2 separate regions of the Zea mays genome follow, and region 1 is linked to region 2. A link is a contact called in public HiChIP or PLAC-seq data. All regions are on one chromosome and are shown on one strand. The core of a region is the stretch at or near the end of the contact, and the rest is flanking DNA. Distances in the headings are between cores, read along the strand shown.

Region 1 (3,537 bases), core at 488-2,987, 110 kb before region 2:
TTAGAATCCAGTGCTGGAAACATGTTCTTGTGCAAGTTCAGCCAGTGAGATTACGTATACACCAAGTTTTACTAATTGTATCCACATTTTGCTCCAAATTCAGTAAGAAGACAAAGGGCGAAACAGAGAGAATAATGCCTCACGTTGCCACGAAGAACAACGCTAGCTTCTCCTTCTTCAACTTCTCATATTCCTCGTCCTCTGCTGCATAATCATCCTACAAAATACCATAGCCCGTGTCACGTGAGTAAGATCATCTGAAGTCACCCTTCTCCCAGATTGATCATACCACACATTAGCTGTCGGTTTCTTACCAAGTCCACGACTTTGAAGCTTGCCTTGTCATATCTGGACTTCGCCTCCTCAGCAAGGGCCTGTTATGTATATGGCAGATCAGAATATTTAGAAGACTACCCTAAGAAAGGATTTAATATACTGAAGACTATATGAAGGGTGATTGATTCGAGCTAGAAAAGACAATTGCCTTTTCCCACCCAATCTCCCAAAGCAGTCGCTTTTTCTCCTCTGTTCGCTGCTTTCACGCAGAAAACCACACAATGATCAATGATGTATCGATTGGGCCCAGAGAGAAGGTAGGACTAAGAAGGTTTGTTTAGCCCACCAACCCCTCCTCGAGGTTTGACATTGACACCCATATTATTCCTAGCCAGGTGCTTGCGGTTGCCCTTTTTTTTGGTCAACATTTTGCTACCGCACATGTCGTTGGCTTGTAATGCTAGTAGAAGTTTGTAAAAAAAGCTTTGGATGGTCAAGAAACATGCGGTTTGACTTTCTCAAGCTCATAGTCACAGGTGCGATGGTTGGACTAGAATACTTGTTATTCCTTTTTGGAGTAGTTAATAGCTATGATAAAATCCAAGTTCCGCTCACAAGTGCTTCAAATCTCGCGGTAACTTTCATATACCCTCTGCAGTGGAATTTCCTGCCGTTATGAAAGCAACCCGTAAGGCCGGCATGATAGTGATGGAGAAAATTTTAAAAATCCCTCTGCATCACCCACCAAGAACTAGTTCCCTTCATTCATTAACAAAAAACCCCCCTTTCCCTCGGGATTATTAAAAATGAGAATTGCTGACATTAACAAGAGTAGCAATTCACCACCTAGAAGTCGTCAAACACGAGGAGAAACTATACAGGAGACATAAGAGATGACGATTGATCTGGTTTATGGCAGGCAACGCGCGCATGACGCACCTTGGCAAACCCCTCGGAGGTGCCGGTCTGCGTGCCGAAGAAGACGGTGACCTTTTTCCTGCCGTCGTCGGCCGGCTTCTCCTCCTCGGCGGCCTTACCGCCTCTCGCCTTGGCCTGCGTGGCCTCCGCGGCCGCGACGGCGGCCTCCCGCTTCCGCTTCTTCCCGGCGGCGGCGCGCCTCCAGAGCACGAAGAGCGCGGCGCCGAGCACCGCGGCGGCGAGCGTGGCGACGAGCGCCCGGCCCTCGGCGCCGTCCCCGCCCAGCTCGGGCGGCACCCGGCCGCGCAGCAGCGCGGCCACCAGCTCCATCGCCCCCGACGTCGCCGAGTCCATCGTTTACGTCACTCGGCGTCGGCGACCGAGGGGTTGGTTTGGTTTGGTGGCGGGCGGTGGTGGTAGGTGAGGCGTTGGGCGACGGCACGGGAAGGCCCGAAGGAAGAAGGCCAGGGCAATGAATGAATGAATGCTGGACGCGGCAACGGCAAATGGGCACTGTCCTGTACCACGTAATTACAACAGCTGATGCAACGCTGCTGCCGGCGAGGCGTGGGAGGTGCGGGGGCTTAAATAGGTGGCCGGGCGGTGGCCGGCGGGGTTGGCCCGGCACGGTCAAACCACCTACCCACTGCGCCGTAGAGCCAGAGGAGGCTTCGCTGCAACTGGGAGGCGGGGCGGGCGGGGGTTCTGCTGCGTGGACCCGGCGCAGTGGTGTGGCCGTGTGGGGGACTGGGGGTGAGGGTCCCGGTCCGTGGGGCCGTGGGGGTAGGTTTGGGAGACTGAGGAGAAGCGTGGCCGCTCGGTGGCGTCGCGTTGGTGCGGGAAGTGGGCCCGCGTGTCTGGAATCTGGAACTGGAATGCAAGCATGTGTTTCGTGTTGCGACGTGGTCAGCGTGAGCCGACGGTAACGGCGTTACGCGGACAGGCGTGCCAGAAGCGCAGCGATGATGTCGAAATCGCAAATACTTTGCGGCAGAAAAAAAGGGCACTACTCTCTTGTAAAAAATACTGCAGCTTTTGTTGAACCAAGTAATTTTAAATTCAATTAAAACTAAAGAAATTACAAAAATACATTGCGGTCATAGTTAAATTAATTATAAATTATACCTTTATATTAAATATTTTTGAGACATAATGTTGGTGTATTTTATATAAATCTAGTCAAGTTGAAGAGAAAAATGATTTGCTTTGCATCTAGAATTGCTCTATTTTGTGATAGAGCATTCGGTTCATCATTTCTAGTGCTACTGGACAACTACATTCATGTTTGAGTATTTTAAAAGGATAAGAAATAGTATCCTTTTGTCTAGTGGTGGATTTCATAAAAAAATATACTTTCTCTGTCTCACACTAAAATTTGTTTTAGTCTTCTAATGGGTTCTTACAAGAATTGGTGTATGTGTTTTGAATATATGTCTAGATTCATCATCGTTCATTTTAATATAGACATAAAAACCGAGAACTAAATCAAATACTAATTTGGGACGAAGAAAGTATAAAATAGGCTGCTACAACAACATGAGTCCACTAGACCTCCACATAGAACAAATATAGCAATGAGTAGTCTTCTATCAAACATCGATGAACGGTTAAAAATGTAAAATACATCATAAACAATGAAGGACGTAGTTTCTCCCTATTTCATACCGAAATGCAAAATAACATAAAGCAACTCTAAGAGATTAGCTAAATTTACCGATTTAGCTGCATTTTAAAATAGATTTCACAGAAAAGGTACACTAATCCAACAGACTATTTAATTCAAAACCATGTATGACGAGTTAAGAAGGCTATCCAAAAATATAGAGCGAATATGTTGAGATAGAGAGCTACTAAATTCGAAGAGTCATTTAAAAATCTTCTAATAATAGCCAAATTTAGCTTTACAAAATGATCTAGCTAGCCTATTGAGGTAGCTCATAGACGACACATGATGATGACATCTATTGTTGATCCCAAGAAAGAATCTAAGTAAATAGACATAATTAATTAGTCAAACAAATATGGACTTTAGATTTAAAATTTAGAAGAGAATAGCATGCACCACTATTTTTAGGCAATAACACACGGTGTTCTTCATATCTTGAACCATTTTTTATTTTTTATTATCGATGTTTCTAAATAGCTCTTTCTCATTGTAACGTATCATCAAGTTATTGATCCATTCACCACTAATTTTACTATCATCTCAACAAAAGTTGTTGTCACAGGAAGTATCAATGTTAGCTCAATAAGACAATAAATTGACAATAAGATATGTCCATATTAGTCTTAACAATAATTTCAACAACTTTTACAAGTTCAATATATCCAAAAAAAACTTGA
Region 2 (3,300 bases), core at 425-2,924:
ACGACGGATACATGAAAAAAGGTGATGGAGAGGATGGTTCCCTACAGTGGCGTATCCAGGATCTATGGCAAGGGGGGGCTAGAAGCTAACTATCTTTTTTTTCTCATATTCTTGCTCTTTTTTTCTTCACCTTCTTATTCCTTCATCTCCCTTTCCCCTCTTCTTCCTTCCTCTCCCTTCTTCTTTCTCCCTTCCTCTCTCTTTCTCCTCTTCTTTCTTCCTCTCCCTTACTCCCTCCTACTTGTAAGCTGTCGGCGCAGGGGGGCTGGAGCCCACCCAGCCCCCTCGTGGATCCGCCACTGGTTCCCTATTTTTATTCTAGTGTATCCCACGATAACTAGATTTTAGTCGTTTCAATTGACGTAGAGTAATAATAATTAAAAGTCGACTCCATCCCCGTTCGTAGGGGAATTCTCCGTTGAGAATCGAGCAACAGGTCCCTATGCCATCTTCTCTTCCCTCCCGTTCTATTTTAATTGATGTTCTAGCTGTTTTGGAGGGGAATAAAAAAACTGACGTTTCACACTTTTGAAGGATTTTGTGACCATGTTGCCCCTAATTACGCATGCACTTTCCCATGCATGCATACTTGGGAGCGCATATAGGGCTAGTTTGAGAGCCAGAAGGGATTAGAGGGGTTAAAATCTCCTTCTTATTTAAAATTGAATAAGAAAGGAATTATAGCTTCTTCAATCTCCTCTGGTTTTGTTGCTCCCAAACAAGCTCTTATAGCTGATAGTATTCCAGTTTAGGAGTACAGTACTACTACCTTCCTCGCCAGCTCCTAGCTAGCACTCTTCATACAACAAAACTCACCATACAATTCATCGTACCCCATTCCCATCAAATCTTGGCCGAACAGTCGCACATAAGAACTTAGGAATGTTATTCTTACTCCGGCATGATCGCAATGACTCATCTTGATCTGGAATAACGTAGTATCGCTCTGATTTTCTAGTAAGGAAGAACCATTTCTCATCAATAATGAAGATAGTGCCAAATAACGCCTTGAATCTTGGATTATTTGGTATGCTTTCAGGCCTCAAGCATGCATATCATCAACACACCATTACAGCCTAGCTTTGTTGTTTGCTTCAGTTAAGTGCGGCTTGATACTATCTGTATGGCTTTTAATAATACCTTGTTTTAGATATCTCAACAATCTGTACTGGCTCACATGTAAAATAGCACATACATTATCCTGAGTTGTTCTATCTTTTAGGGCTAGTTTGGCATCCCCATTTTTTCATGTGATTTTCAATTTCCCAAGAGAAAATGAACTAATTTCCCTTGGCAAAATGAAAAACCATTAAGAAAATGAAGTTCCCAAACTAGCACTTAGAGCAGCATTTTTCAACGCTTAACTAGCCCTTAAAGCAGCATTTTTCAATGCTTCTAAATCGAGAGGAACTGGTTTGCGGCCAACTGAAGTAGTACTGCACGCCATGCAAGTAACTTTACAGTGCGCTCCTAAACGTCGGTTAAAATGAAATTGGAGGGATTATTATCTGTCGTTTTCCAATAGGATCCATATATATGTGCCGACCCCACCTGGTGCCTTGTTTGTGCATGCCGTTGCACTCTGCAGATCGATCGCATCTGCCTAGCTGTGTTTGCCCGCGTGGACCTCGTGCAATTTCCTTAGCAATCGCTCAAGCTAGCAGCCACTATTCTGCAATCCGATCCGACCTCTGGTGTCTGGTCCCTTCAGTACCGCGCGCTAGCACGTGCATTATTCTGTCTCATCTATACCGCTAGCACACAACATCCCAAATTTTTTTTCACTCATAGCTTTTAAATGTAAACACATCGTCTTTTTCTGATAATCATAATTTGTACCCTCAAAATGAAGGGGTTCGTCAACATGACTAGAAGCCATCCTTTTCACCCTAGCTAGGTGTTATTAAGCCTAAAAATAACGGTGTTCTTGCTCCGGTACCAATTGATAAGATCTAGATGGCTAAAGCCTAAAAGGGATTGAATAGCCTATAGAAATTATTATAAACACTCAGATAGAAATAGACCCAAGGTTTGAATATGCAGAAGCATATACTCTAGTGCTAATTTACTTTAAGCTACCTCCTAATCACACTAGTAGCTAGTCAAGGGACTGTATATAGAAGTAGTCAAGCTAGGCACATATCTGCGTGCAATCGAGTCACAAAAATATGCACGTCGTAGCCTTTCGGCGGAACACAATCTTGTTATGACACCACGTTCACTGATCACTGTCCATCCATCGTCTGCTAGCCGATGGAAGACACTGCATGCTTTGCGTCACTCATTCTTCTAGAAGGCCATGAGAGCATCTTCTCGCTGGATGCTGTATGGTGTCGTGACGTGAGGATGTGTTTGGTTGCCGGCTTGCACCGTGTCTCCTGGTCCTACTCCTCTGTATATGCAGAGACGGAAACTCATTTGGTTGCTTCATTGGTCTTTCAAACAATCTCAAATAAAAAACCGTTACCTATATATTTTATATAAAAAGTTTATCTCTATGTAACTTTATATAAATATTTTTAGAGCACCTGTTTACATTTGGGCCCATTTGGCACAGCTCCAACTCCTGATTCTAAGCGAGAATTTGGAGGAGCCGTGCCAAACGGGTATTTTTTAAACTGATTCTCGTGTGGAGCCGAAAGATTGGAAGTCGTTTTTGTGAAGAAAGGTGGGATCTAAAAAAACCTGCTCCACACTCTCTTAAAACAGCTCCTCAACCAGCCAAATATGGATCTCCCCTTAAAGTTTGATCGAAATTACCCGCAATTGCCATTGGACAACAACATAACGAGCCAATTTATGGATTAAACATTTGAGACCATTTTATGCACTACTATGATGGGAATATTTTATATGTTATTGTTTCATAATTTTTTTCTGTATATGCATCCTACTTATTGGTTTGTAACAAAGTTGAACTGTAAAGAGTAAAACAGACAATCGTCACAGACCACCAACTCTCAGCAGACAAGAATCAGTTTACTTGCCAAACGGTTTTAAAAATAATTCTGATTCTCTAGGAGAATCAGGAGGATCAGGATCTGGAGCTAAAGAAGCTGGAGCTGAAGCTTTGCTAAAGAATCGATTCCCTAGGGGTGATTGTTTTTTTTACCAACGAGGCAATAATGACTCCTAGAAATGTGAGGTGATGGGAAACATCAACCACCGTATCCAATAAATAGATACTACTAGCGGTCCAGAAAATAGAGAGCAACTATAGAAGTGATTTATCACACTAGCTAGCAACCTATCAAAAACAATTATTGGGAGTGGATCTGTCTTTCAAACCGTCTCTAGAGG

The links. HiChIP or PLAC-seq counts read pairs in DNA pulled down with a chosen protein or histone mark.
Region 1: a contact with region 2 is called in an H3K4me3 HiChIP or PLAC-seq map of leaf, with 4 times the contacts expected there. The contact joins the promoter of LOC100216882 here to the enhancer-like site in region 2. A contact is called at or near these places in 6 of 25 Hi-C or Micro-C datasets (bundle sheath, ear, endosperm and 2 more) and 1 of 3 datasets of contacts at active chromatin or transcription factors (leaf).

Annotation. Positions count from the first base shown.
Region 1 is chr4:74,442,367-74,445,903 of Zm-B73-REFERENCE-NAM-5.0, reverse strand. It overlaps LOC100216882 (NADPH--cytochrome P450 reductase), which reads right to left and starts at 1,737. Exons shown (of 17, transcript NM_001359515.1): 1 at 1,216-1,737; 2 at 315-374; 3 at 144-217. The coding sequence starts at 1,548.
Region 2 is chr4:74,328,590-74,331,889 of Zm-B73-REFERENCE-NAM-5.0, reverse strand. No RefSeq gene overlaps it. Among protein-coding and RNA genes, the nearest start is that of LOC100216882, 110 kb to the left of the region's middle. Within about 2 kb of position 1,674, at least 15 of the 20 cell types and tissues checked have an H3K27ac peak or open chromatin away from gene starts, as enhancers often do. A contact at or near this core is called in bundle sheath, endosperm, leaf and 1 more, where this site is marked.